3 separate regions of the Mus musculus genome follow, and all the other regions are linked to region 3. A link is a contact called in public HiChIP or PLAC-seq data. All regions are on one chromosome and are shown on one strand. The core of a region is the stretch at or near the end of the contact, and the rest is flanking DNA. Distances in the headings are between cores, read along the strand shown.

Region 1 (3,877 bases), core at 1,095-3,594, 1.2 Mb before region 3:
TCTCACTCGAGCACACGTGTGTGTGTGTGTGTGTGTGTGTGTGTGTGTGTGTGTGTGTGTGTCACACACGCGCTTGTGCGTGCGTGTTTCCTTTCCTCGAGGAGGGATATTTTCTATGTTCTCAGGTCAGCTTTGATCTTTTGCGGTTTCAGTGTTTATTTTGAGCAGTTACTCTGATGCACCATCATGCATGAAATGGTTGATTTGCTAACTCCTGTGTGCCACATAATTCCATGGATAATCTGACACCCGAATTCAGCACGAACAGGGAATTTGATAGATAGAGATTGCCTTCCCAAGACCACAAGATCTAGAGTTTGCTAGGGGCAGCCATCCTATCAGGGACATGAACTCGCTGCACCTTGCTCTGGCCTTGGTGCTGAAACCAGAACCTGCTCAGAATGGCATCTACGGAAACTTTGCCATGTTGGAGGAGAGCCTGACAGGATATAAGTGCCCTCTCGTGGATCACTCTTAGGGAGCTGGACCCAGCTGATACCCTAGGATACCCTTAGGGCACACGGTGGGCATTTTTTTGCCTGGAGCCAAGAAAGTTTTGTCCAACGGTTTTTCCTGTCGCTGGAGCTGCTATGTCTCCTCCCACCTGGGTCGCCATGGAGACTCAGCGCCTTCCTTCTCCAGGCAAAATGGGCGAAGCTTAGTTAGCTCAGCCCTGATTGTAGCAAGCCCACTTTCTCGGACATTGTCCTTCTCCATTTTTATTTATTTATTTATTTTTTACCAAAAGAAAGCTAGCCAGGGCATTAGTGCTTGAACGGAAGTGCATAGCACACGGTACCTGAGAGCTCCCCAGGACCCGGAGACTTTGGAGAAAGCAGTTGGGAGCACACTGAAGCTATAATGAATTGCAAACTCCCAGACACTGGAGGGTTCCCCCCTCTCAGTCCTCTCCTTTTGGGGGAAGTAGAGGTGAAGAAGGGGTTGTTTGGAAAATTCTGTTATTTCCTTTTCAATAAGCTCAGGTTGTTTCTGTGACCTTTTCTATGTAGATCTGTTCCCCCTCTAATATTCTCTCCATATTGAACCCTGTATATATACCTGTGGATCCACCCAGGGCTTATTAGGCGTGGGGAATAAGAATACCATTTCAGTTAAAAAACTAACCCAAGCTTAACGTCTTGATACAAATGAACACATATCCAGAGAGAAGCTAAGTTAGCAGATTCATCTAGCCCCTAAATGCCATAAACACTTCGTGTGACCCTGGTGTTCCCTGCTTTCAGTTAGTTTACTTAGTCCTTGTCTTTCATCAGCACGGCACATCTCGGGTTTACTGATGAAGACTATGAGAAGTCCTCCCCTGTCTCAGGTTCATTTCGCCCTTCTGCTCACTTTTCCTCCTTCGCATCCTCTCCTCTTTATGCCCAAACAGAACAAGGCTACCGCTTTCCACCAAGACAATGGGCTTTTCCTAACTCTCCCTGCCTACCCCACCAGCCGCCCCTGCCTGCGGGATCATCTGTATGTTTGATCTTCACTAGAGGTGCTGGAGCAAGGTCCACAGTAACTGACCCATTCTCTAGCGCCCAGGGCAGGCAGACCCCTCCTCCCGCCACCCACCCAGGCGAGTTTTTAAGCAGCTAATGAAAACCCTATGAGACACATTTCCTTTTGGTTATGTAACCAAAGGCAGCTTTTCCTGCCTCTGGTGGACTTCAGCATCATGTCTCCGCTGAGTAGGGAATGCAAGCAGCCACAGTGGGGCTGGGGACCTGGCAGCCAGGACCCGAAGGCTCGAGGATCCTAGGACACGGAACATCTGTCTGGGATCCATGCCAGCTCCTCGCTTTCAGCAACTCAAACGCACTGCTTACCTTGTAGTGGACAGGGTAGGTTCACTCCATCCTGATCGCCTCTCTCGGAACGGAGCAAGATTCAATAATTCACTCCACGGTGAATGGCGAGGGAAGAAAATACAAGAAAAGGAGGAAACAGACCAACTGGAAGCAGATGGTCCAATTTCACATCAGCCCCGGCAGGCTTTCAGGAGACTCCATTCTGCTGCTAGCGGTTGGGTCCAGCTCCTGCTCCAGCTCCGACTCGCCGGTTCCCGCGGATCCCCACCCTCGGCCCGCCCAACCTCTCCAGCCAGGTGCTGCCGTCTGGTGACTGGCTCCCTCTGGCTGGAGGGCTGGGCGCTGGGGCCACCGCGGGGCAGAGGAGTGCGCGTGTGGGCAGGGACTGAGGAGGAAGCCCGGTTGCGAGGAAACTGGGGGACAGCCTTGAGTGGCAGAGGGAATAAATCCTCGTTTAGGAGCAAAGTGATAGACCTTGCAGGGAGACGTCATGAAAGCCGCAGATTCAACGAATGCTACTCGGTTCCAGCCCCACGGGCTGAGCCGCGCTGTCAGCGCACGAAGCGACGCGTCTCTGGATAAAAGCGGGCGCAGCGCCGCGCGCTGGAGAACCGAGGCGACACAGTGATCAGCTTCGCGGCGAGGCGGAAGAGATGGAGCCGGACCCTAGCTGCCCACCCTTCGCCCAGCCTCTTGTTCTTTTTAACCTGCAGTGGACTCAGGCGCTAAAACAGGGGAGCGCCACCGAGAAATAGGGGTTTCTAGTGCTGGGCGTGAGGAGTCTTTGGGTCTTAGATGCACAGGAACCTTCCATTCCCTCATGTCACTTAAGTCCTAAACTTGAGGATCAGTTTATGCCTACTTGTTATAGCTTCTCTTTTAGCTTTGACGAAAATTGAAAAGTGGGGTTTCTTCACTGCCATCCATTGGGCTGAAATAGATCACACGTGGCCAGCACAGCCCAGAGAGGCCTTAGCCAGCAAGAGGGGCCTGAGGGTGGGGGTGAGGGGGGGGGCCTGCAGCCCAAGACTTTGCTCACACAGATCTAAGAGCAAGTCTGTGCTGTGCTTTCTCTATCCTATCCACCACTCCAGGGACGTAGTGCCAGCTGCTGCCCCCACCCCTACTTTGGTTAAGCTTTCTGAGCTTTCTGAGTATAATCTCAACTGCCTGTAAACACACACACCCCTCGGACAGCCACCTAGTTTGGATTTAACCTGCTTTTGCATGGTTCTTTCAGGGGGCATCCCACAGTACAACCTGACTTTCTTTTACGGTCATTTTGCAAGCAGTAGCTCATTTCCAAAGCCTTCTCGCATCTAGCTTCCACCCAAGTACAGACCTGTTTATGCATTTTTAACCCAAGGAGAAATAGTTTCGCAAGGGTCTGTAAAAGTAATTGACACCACTGGCTGATAATTCTATAATGGCCCTATTAACCACGGGGTATTCTGTTTACTTCACAGCTCAAGAAGGTGACCCTTTCTGATGAAGGGATTCATCGAGATCTGCTCTTAGCAGTGAATGATATTTTATTCTAAACTCGCGCTCTAAAAGTAGGTGTGCATGCATGTTCATGCATGCGTGTGTTGTGTGTGTGTGTGTGTGTGTGTGTGTGTGTGTGTGTGTACCCACAGAGTATAGAAGAAAGCATCATATTACCCAAAGCATGAGTTACAGGGAATTATAAGCTGGGTAGTGTGGGTGCTGGAGTAGAATCTGGGTCCTCTGTAAGAGCAATGCAGGCCCTTAAGCTCTAAGTCATCTCAGCCCCTATTTGTATCTTTTAATGTCTCTCAGGAAGACTGTCTGCTTTCTGAGCCAACTTTGCTACAGAAAGGTGTTTACCTCAGTTTGCATCAACAGCTGGGCCCTCCTTACCCACACAGGCTACGAGTTTGTATTTGTTGATGATTTTCCCCGAGGGACTGTGATCTCAGTTGCTCGTGCCTCAGCTTTTGTGTGGCATTCAGAGGCATTACTATGCACAACATGTGATCTTATGCTACATAAGTCTGCTGGGCTTAGCAATTGTGTCAGAAATGAAGACAAAGCAAGGC
Region 2 (4,282 bases), core at 337-2,836, 1.8 Mb after region 3:
ACATGAAAAGTAGAAGGCAGAAAGTTACAAAAGCTGGGGTGGGGAGGCCTTGCAGAAGCCTCTGTGTATGAATGTTTAGCTTCCCAGTGAGGAAGATGTGTTGGCTAACCATAGTGCTCCACTGGGTTTGTTATCTGGTTCCTGTTTGCCTTCCAGGGTTCACATACTTACCAGCTGAAAAGTAGCTGCAGTTTACCTAAGCCCAGCATGAAGGACTCAACCCAAGTGAAATTAGAGTATTTGGGGGTTTATTTGGGGGTAGCTCTCTAGTGGATTCAGTGATCCCAAGGAACCAGAGAGTTCACTAGTCCCAAGGAGGTCAGAGAAGTTATGGGATGGGAGTATAAGGAGCAGAGGTGGGGAGAAGGAGCTAGCAAGGCATGCAGGGGGGAGGGAGATGGAGAGGGAAGTGGAGGGAGGAGGGGGAAGGGCAGGAGAAGGAGGAAGGAGGAGGCAGAGAGAGAGAGAGAGAGAGAGAGAGAGAGAGAGAATGAAACAGAGAGACAAAGAGTACAAACTGTCAGGATTATATAGGAAGATCTTCTGGAGACAGGAAAGCTCAGGGTACAAGGTGGGGTCTGCCAACTTTGCTATGTAACAGGTGGAGACTGAGGAGAGCTGGGAGAACCTGGAGGTTCAGCTGTAACCTTCCCAGCCTTGAGCAGGCTAAGCAGACCTTGAACATTCATCTTGACAGGCCTTATCAAGCTGGATAGAGACATGTGTCTTGGCTGCAGTTGCAGGTTCCCATGGGAACTTAGCTGTTTTGGCTGCCTGTGCTGACCTTGTTCTACAACATATTCCAGCTAAAGAAGGGGATGGGTTTTGTGGTTTTTCCCTTTATAAACGTAAAGCCTATTATTAAACTTTGAGTCTTGATCAGAATCTTTGTCTTGACTTCATTCTTCTCTCGCGTACCCCCCACCCCCATCTTTTCATTTCCAGCACCCCTTTCAGGTAAACTCAGTTCTCCCGCGGCTGCTGGATGGCTCCACCCAGCCAGCTTTGGTGTGTTAAATATATGCAGATCAGAAGCTGGTCCCGGGTCTGAATCCCAACCGCAACAAAACTATTGTTTCCCCAAATCTCTTTTTAATCGTTAATATCCTGGGCACCCTTCCGCTTGTAGGACAGATTGATAACTCCACTGCAAGTTGAGCTATGCAAGCTAACTACCTTGATTCCAGGAGGAAGGCAAACAGTCTACTGAGTGAGGAAAGCTCAGGCTGAAAAGTCAAGGACTTGCTGAGCACGGGGTCAACTGTTCACATAGGGGAGGAGCAAGCGGCTGAGCAGTGATAGGTGCAGTGGTGGTTCCTCCCTGGGGCTGTGCGGGGAGACAGAAGGGTAGGCTATTGGAGGACCGGCACAAGTATTACAGAAATGAAAATCCCTGTAGATCTGGAAAAGGTCGTCCCTGGATTTGAAGCTTGGTCTGAGAACTTCTACACTGTGTGGCTTCAGCACACTCTAACTCTAAGGGAGGTGCTCGACTCACTCAAGACTTACTGGCCAATCAGAGCCTCCAGGCAGACCTGCGTGTCAGAAGAGAAGGCGGGTTTTCCGGGTGCGGTGGTGTCGGTTTCGCTTCCTGGTTGAGTGCTTGAATGGTTCTGTGTGCCGTGCTCCGTTTCCTGCGGTTGGATGCTGTGGATTGTGCACAGGCAAGCTCCGAAGTTGCGACATGGTAAGCACAGGGTCACTGCCAACAATGGGGAGAAGCAGGGGTCTCAGCAGCGCGAGCTGGTGTGGTGGGGCTTTCACAGGACTGAATGGGAATCGGCGGCCACGTGTGAGGTCCTAGCCACTTGGGGGACCCAGCTGTAGCCTCTGAATAACTTCACTGTGGGGGCTGCATCTGTGCAGAGCATTTGGCCTGTGTGTAGAAAGATCTTTGGCATGATCCCAAACTCAGAGAGTACTAGTTTCTGCAAGTTCTGTTCTTACCATTTGCCATTAAGGTGGACAATCCATTGGAGTTAATTTTGTGGAGGTTGTAAAAGACATCTCATGTGCTGGGTAGCAATCCAATATCAAGCTGTGATGTAAAAGTGCAGGATTAATGATCTAAAGGATTTACTAAAGCTTAGGAGATAGTAAGGCACTCCAAGTAGAATTTATCTGAGGGTGGACTGCATGTAAAACATCCCACAGATAGGTAATGTGCTAACTAGGGCTGTTAGAGATTAGGTTGCTAGGATACACAAGTTAATTCACCCGGATTGTCCAGAAATTGGGCACCAAACCATAACAAAGGAAACAAACTTGATTTACTACCATCCACTAGGTTCATCTTCATATCAAAGAGCAGGCCTCTAACAGGCTGGTCTATGGGGCCTTACAGGATCACAATCTACAGTAAGGCCTGGTGTGGCATAAAGGTTCAGTTTTCTTCTTGAGAAAAGCATAGTTCTGCCACATGGGTGAGATGATGCCTAGTGACAACCATGTGAGAAGGTAAAAAAGAAAACAAAACAAAACACTGTTGTATTGAGTGCTAAGTTACACTTTCCCTGAGGTTTCCATATATGGAGAATGACATAGCTCCTCATGAAACCCAGGAACATGCTTGGCAGAGCCAGTCACAGCTTGGGGCCTAGGCCTTGGGAGCTTTCCCTGAGGCTCTGGGTATAGAGATAAAACAGAGCTTCTTCTCTAAGACCTGGAATATGCTTGGGAGAGCTGGTAATAGTCTGGGGCCAGGGCCTTTGGGAGGGGTTGCTTCAGATTCTGAGAGCACAACTCTTCCCACCGTACGGGGTTGTGGTTATCAGTCCCAAGGCCATGAGAGACTTGGTCAGAAATTTTTTCAGATACACTGAGTTTCCCCTTGTGCAGCAACTATTTGATTAGACTTCTCCTGAGTGTGTCCCATTGTATGATGCTTCTGCTGACTTCATAGTTTCTTCATCTTTCTCCTGACTTCATAGATGTCTCCCATCTCCTTCCTTTCCCTCATGTCAATCGTGTACAAGATGGTATTCTTTAGAAGCTTACTTAGCATGAGCCATAGCTTGTGTAAGTCCTCCCCACCCCAGCTTTTTTACTTTCTACCTTTTCCTTTTCCAGTGTTTTTCATCATCTGGAGCCTTCCACTCAGGACACTCTCACTAACCTGCTGTGTTAGGGCACTGGTGTACTTAAGAAATGATCCCGGGGTTATATTTGCTGTGTAAATTTCCCATCTGTCTAAGTGGCTAGACTTGCAGTCTCCAGTCTATATTTAAATTGTTCAGAACTTAACCTGGAACCTGAATCTAAAAGAGACTTAAGGGTGGCAGCATATGTGGAATGCAAAATCCATCCTCGTCTGGCTCCTCTTTAGTATTAACCAGTGTAGCTGGTCTTTACTACTTTATGGTTTCTTCTTTTAACACACACTTAATCCCCTCCCCCCCCCCAACTCCAACCCCCTCCTCTTTCACCCCCTAACACCAGATAGGACAGAAACAAGGATGGAGGAGAAAGAGATCCTTGAATCTAGTTTCTTTTTTTGTACTGGCCCCTCACCTCCCCACCCCCAGCATGAGTCAGTCTCTGATGCAGGGAGCAAGGATTAAAGATAGGAAAGGCAGAAAGAAGATGCAAAGCCAATAGTTAGATTTGGGAGGACTGCTGGTTAATACTGCAGCAGCAGCAGCGAGAGCCTTGAGTTTATTTTTCATAGTCTTTTTATACCCACACAGTACTGTAGAATGCAAAGCTACAAGCTAACAGAAACAATTTCCTGAAATATACACAGAATATCTGTTCTTATCCAAAGGTACCTCCCTTGAACCTCAGGAGTACCTCCTCTTATAGTTCCATGTCTCATTAGGCTGGGAAATCTGCCAACAGACCCTGACCCGCCTTGACTGCCTGGGCACATAGAAGAATAGCGTCAGTTTTAAAGCATAAATATCGTCATCCAGGAAGAAAAAAGGTGTAAAGGAAGTTCCCTTGCTCACTGTATTCAGGGTCTTATCAAGATGATCAACTTATGACAAGATGTAGGAACACATTGCTCAGCTGTATTATTATTATTATTAAACTTACTTCCTTGTCCTAGCCCAGTGTCAAATGTTTGCCTTATTCCTAGAAGCAGTACCAAGGGTTATCCACATCTGGGAGAGTAGAAGATTCCAATAAAATTCAAATTTACCATACTAGGGCTCTGTCTGCTCATAGGGTGGATGGAAGGGCAGAGCTGGGAAGACCTGTGCTGTCTGAGTGATTTAATCTCTAATCCTCCAGTAGGAGAGCCTCTTCTGTTCTCTGGGCAGCCTAGCAATCAGGAGGAGCA
Region 3 (4,259 bases), core at 1,682-4,181:
AATGGAACTGCTATTAAGTCCTCTTCTGATAGTCAAAGCTTCAGTGAGAACTCTGCCAGTCTCCCAAGTGTCACCAGTCAATCCATGGTAACCAGACTTTCTCCTACTCAGAGCACATTCCAAGAGGTTGTAAAACAATTAACCAAAGGTCATTAAAAGACAACTAACGATTTATTATAGGTTCTAGGACAGAAGATAAAATACTGACTGAGTTTATCTATACAAAACTTCACTAATAACTTAGTTATGGTTTTTAACTCTCAGTGAACCTGTGGAGCTGAGACAGGTGATGGATGTTTAGCCAGATAATTACTCCTAATGGATATGCATGTAGACATTTGCCGTTGTAAACTTCTATTTCAATTTATGATTTGATTTTTTTTGTGTGTGAACTTGTGATGAACTTTGTAACATGTGATCATGTGTTCTGAAAGATGTTTAAGAGCTGAGGACAAAGAGAAGAGTCAGAACTGAGGGACTGGGGTGAGAGGAACGGAGGTGAGAAGAACTGAGCTGAGGAGAAGTTTTTAGACAGAACATTTTTTTAGATTAGAAGGAGAATGCAGAGTGGAGTAACTTAGAAATTATAGGTAACATAAAATACTAAGAGAGCAATGTGCAGAATGCAGAGGGAAAGAAGATGTTGCAGAGAGCAGAAGGAGCAAGCAGGCTTCTCCTTACCATGGGATCTGTTCTGACCCCATTGTAAGGACAAGACAGGTTTAGTCTTATTAAAAGAAATAAAGCTTTTTTTTTTCTTACACACATGGGTTTAATTCATTTAGCATTAAAAAGGTAGAAGTTTTTTTCTTTCTCTATGTAATAAAGATTGGAGTACAGTTTTCATCCAGAATGAGTGAGTTCTTTCTGCACCGGTGCTTGGTCGTTTGCTCCATATTCATATTTAAGTATGGATGTGTGTATGTGTGTATGTGTGTGTGTGTGTAGGTATATGTGATTGTGAGAATGTATGTAAGCTGGGCCCAGCTGGGTTTGAATGAAAATGAATAAATGAACATGAATGAAGCTGAATATGAATTTATGTGAGATTATACATATTTGCTTATGTAAAAGTTTTTCCTTCTGAGAGTGTTATTCTCTTCTCCTGGTTCAATAGAAGTTTATTGCTCCAAACATCCCCCTAGTCTGACAAGCAAGAGGCATCTGGACAATAGGGAGAAGGCTCCAGCAATTAATCCTTTACTTAATCACCTGCTGTTTTAGGATGAGGTTCTATGTGCTAGAGACGGAAGTTTCTGGCCTCAGAGGATCAGAGGCAGGTCAGCTACAACTGTAACTCAGACTTAGATAAGTAAACTTTTTATTATACAGCAACCTTTAATTTTTTGTAAGACAAAGCCTTACCCCAGAAACTCATAAGACAAAGTCTTACCCTCCACCTATGCTCTTCCCCCTCTGCTGCCTCAAGAAGAACCAACAAGAAAGAAGAAACAGCCCACAGCCTACGCTATGTGTGTTTATGTGTGTCTGTCTCTGTGTGTGAGTGTGTTTGTGTATTTTTTTCCTTCCGCCATATGTATATATGTGTGTGCATGTGTGTCTGAGTGTATGTGTGTGTATATATGTACATGGGTGTGTCTGTATGTCTTTGTGTATTTGTGTGTATGTCTGTATTTGTGTGTGTGAACATGTGTGTGTATATTCGTGCGTGTGCATATGTGTATTCATGTATATGTATGTATGTATATATATATATGTGTGTGTGTGTGTGTGTGTGTGTGCATGTGGCTGTGTGTATTAGTATGCCTGTGTTTTTACTGTGTGTATACATATGTATGTGTGTGCATGTGTCTGAGTGTATGTGTGTGTATTGTATTTGTGTGCATGTGTGTGTCTTTGTGTATTCATGTGTATATATGTGTGTGCATGTGATTGTGTATGTGTGTATTTGTGTGTGTGCATGTATGTATGTGCATATTTATGTGTATATGTGTGTGCATGTGTCTCTGTATGAGTGTGCATGTTTTTTTATTGTGTGCATATGTGTGCACACATGTGTGTTTATGTGTGTCTGTCTCTGTGTGTGAGTGTGTTTGTGTATTTTTTTCCTTCCGCCATAAAGTTCTAGGGTATATATGTGTGCATGTGTGTCTCTGTGTGTGTGTTGTGTGTATATGTGTGCACACATATGTGTGTCTGTGTGTCTGAGTGTGTATGTGTGATTTGCTTTTTTTCCTTTCACTATGAAGTTCTAGGGATGAAACTCAGGAAGGTGTTCGGGCTTGCAGGCCGTTATCCAGTGAGCCACCTCATGGGTCCTTGACCTTGCTTTGAAACCCATCAGCAGAGTCTGGGCTGCTAACATTTGGGCTTTTTTTTTTTTTTTTTTTTTTTACTAGTTTTGTACTCTGATTTTTTTTAAATGCAGTTCAAATCACCTGTATAAATAAGATGCTTTAGAGCTTGTTATAAACATCCCCATCTCCCAAAGCCTTTAAAATAGGGAGATTATTTCTAGATACAGTCATCGGCAGCCACCAGCTCTGAAGTGTCAGTGAAGTTTTACAGCACCCAACAGCTGGTGGAAGGAGAAAGCAGGAAACAGGCCACTCACAGAGGAATCTCCATCCTGTGACAGTTCGTTGGGTTTTTAAATAACCCTCTAGAAAACTTTAAATCAGGAAGCCGCGCTTCATTTAAGTGGCCAGTGCGGCTGTTTCAGTCTTCACAGTTCTGTGGTCTGTCCAAGGCCTGGTGAATCCAGCCTGGTTCTGGATAAGGTGACTTTTTCTGGGCTTTTCCCTAGGCTCTGGACAACTCGCTTCTTTTCCACACCCCACAGTTTCCAGAGCCCCGCCTCTTCTGCCCTAGGCACCTCTCCATGGGTCTGTGATTGGTGCGCTCCCGAGCTCTCAGCCTGGCCTTTTAGGGACTGTTGTTAGGCCTTTAAAGTGATAAGGGAAAGGGTCCAGTGGCTGCTTTTATCAGCCAATCGTTTTCCTGACATCCCAAACGGAGGGGGAAGCCCGGGATGCCTCCCCGTTGCTCTTTAGCCTCTTGGTTGGAGGGGAGGGCTGGGAGCAGAGGCTTGGATCACCGCCAGCCCTGACCTGGCACCTGCTCCCCCGGGCGTCACTGCGGGATTTGTCCAGCGACTTCCCTAGCAGGGGTGTGTTAGGGGGAGTCCTCTTTCCGACTGTCGAAATGGTTATCAAAGTGTTTGTTGCCACATCTTCTGGGTCCATAGCGGTAGGTGTCTGGGGCTCTGTGGGCTTTCTTCCTATGTGTTTTTCTGGATAACTCCTGGTTGGAGGCAGAAGGAGTGGGTATGCCCCGGCTTTTGGCCTTGAATGCTGTTTTTGTTTTTGTGTGGGAGTCAACTGCACACTGCGGTGAGCATGAGCGCCCTGCGCTTTTTTGCCTCTGTCTTCGTGATGTTGGAAAAAGTATGTGAGTGTGTAATCTGGCAGGTTGGCGTGAAAGGTGACTGGACGGGGGGAGTGTTTCATGCTCCTTTTAACCGGTGTTTTGTGCGCTGTTGGTAGTGCTGTGTAGTTTTAGCCATTTGGAATTTTTAGTGCTTTATCATTCATTCTGTAAGACGCAGGCTAAATCTTGGAGACAGATGACGGGTCAGGGAGAGATGAATCAGATCGTCCAAACGACCTCGGGGCACAATTACTCCTATATTTGAAATAGCTGGAAACATTAGAAGATAGTAGGTATGAGCTTATTATTTGTAGAAAATGATGTCACAATGACAGCAGCAAACCCATCTGAGGCCCACAGTTTTAAATGCTCTCCTATGTGAGGGCACCTAGAGTGTGAGCTAAAAGCCCAGCTCCATATGGCTTAGCTCGGATTGCTTGAGACCACCCACTCTCTGATTCCAGCCTGCATTTATGTAGACCCGCTGGTAGAAGAAATAAGAGCAATTTAGAGACTCAGTTCTAGGTCTAGGAATGAATTGTAGGAGACTGGCTTCAGGTGGACTCTAGTGTCTGTCTTGTGAAGGTTCTAGTCAGTACTTAGCAGAAATGAGGAAGGCTGTGGGAAGAAAACAGTCTATTAATTCCAAGAGTTAGAGACCAGAGAGGGGGCTGTTTCCTTTAATAGCTGTTCCGAAGGGTCTCAGGTTGCGGCTGGAATTCTGACAGTCACTCCGCAGAGATGTTTCCAGGCCCTGGCTAAGTACCAGCCCCAACCACAATTTGCTGAAGGCCACTACACCCAACCGCGGACAATCAGGAGGATCTTCAGAGAAGGCAGGCAGAAAATAAAAGAGTTTGGCAACCCCA

Evidence for each region. HiChIP or PLAC-seq counts read pairs in DNA pulled down with a chosen protein or histone mark.
Region 1: a contact with region 3 is called in an H3K27ac HiChIP or PLAC-seq map of bone marrow-derived dendritic cells, with 7 times the contacts expected there. The contact joins the promoter of Kcnj6 here to the promoter of Sh3bgr in region 3. A contact is called at or near these places in 2 of 115 datasets of contacts at active chromatin or transcription factors (astrocytes and bone marrow-derived dendritic cells).
Region 2: an H3K27ac HiChIP or PLAC-seq map of embryonic stem cells shows a contact between it and region 3, with 5 times the contacts expected there. The contact joins the promoter of B230307C23Rik here to the promoter of Sh3bgr in region 3. A contact is called at or near these places in 1 of 39 promoter capture datasets (embryonic stem cells) and 1 of 115 datasets of contacts at active chromatin or transcription factors (embryonic stem cells).

What each region holds. Positions count from the first base shown.
Region 1 is chr16:94,995,352-94,999,228 of GRCm38.p6, forward strand. It overlaps Kcnj6 (potassium inwardly-rectifying channel, subfamily J, member 6), which reads right to left and starts at 2,345. Exons shown (of 4, transcript NM_010606.2): 1 at 1,836-2,345. It overlaps Gm31407 (a long non-coding RNA gene), which reads left to right and starts at 2,877. Exons shown (of 2, transcript XR_385080.4): 1 at 2,877-3,373.
Region 2 is chr16:97,995,750-98,000,031 of GRCm38.p6, forward strand. B230307C23Rik (RIKEN cDNA B230307C23 gene) reads left to right here and starts at 1,587. Exons shown (of 4, transcript NM_001362093.2): 1 at 1,587-1,687. The coding sequence starts at 1,685. C030010L15Rik (a long non-coding RNA gene) reads right to left here. Exons shown (of 5, transcript XR_001781957.2): 3 at 1,948-2,038; 4 at 1,177-1,702.
Region 3 is chr16:96,197,539-96,201,797 of GRCm38.p6, forward strand. It overlaps Sh3bgr (SH3-binding domain glutamic acid-rich protein), which reads left to right and starts at 2,932. Exons shown (of 8, transcript NM_015825.2): 1 at 2,932-3,210. The coding sequence starts at 3,166.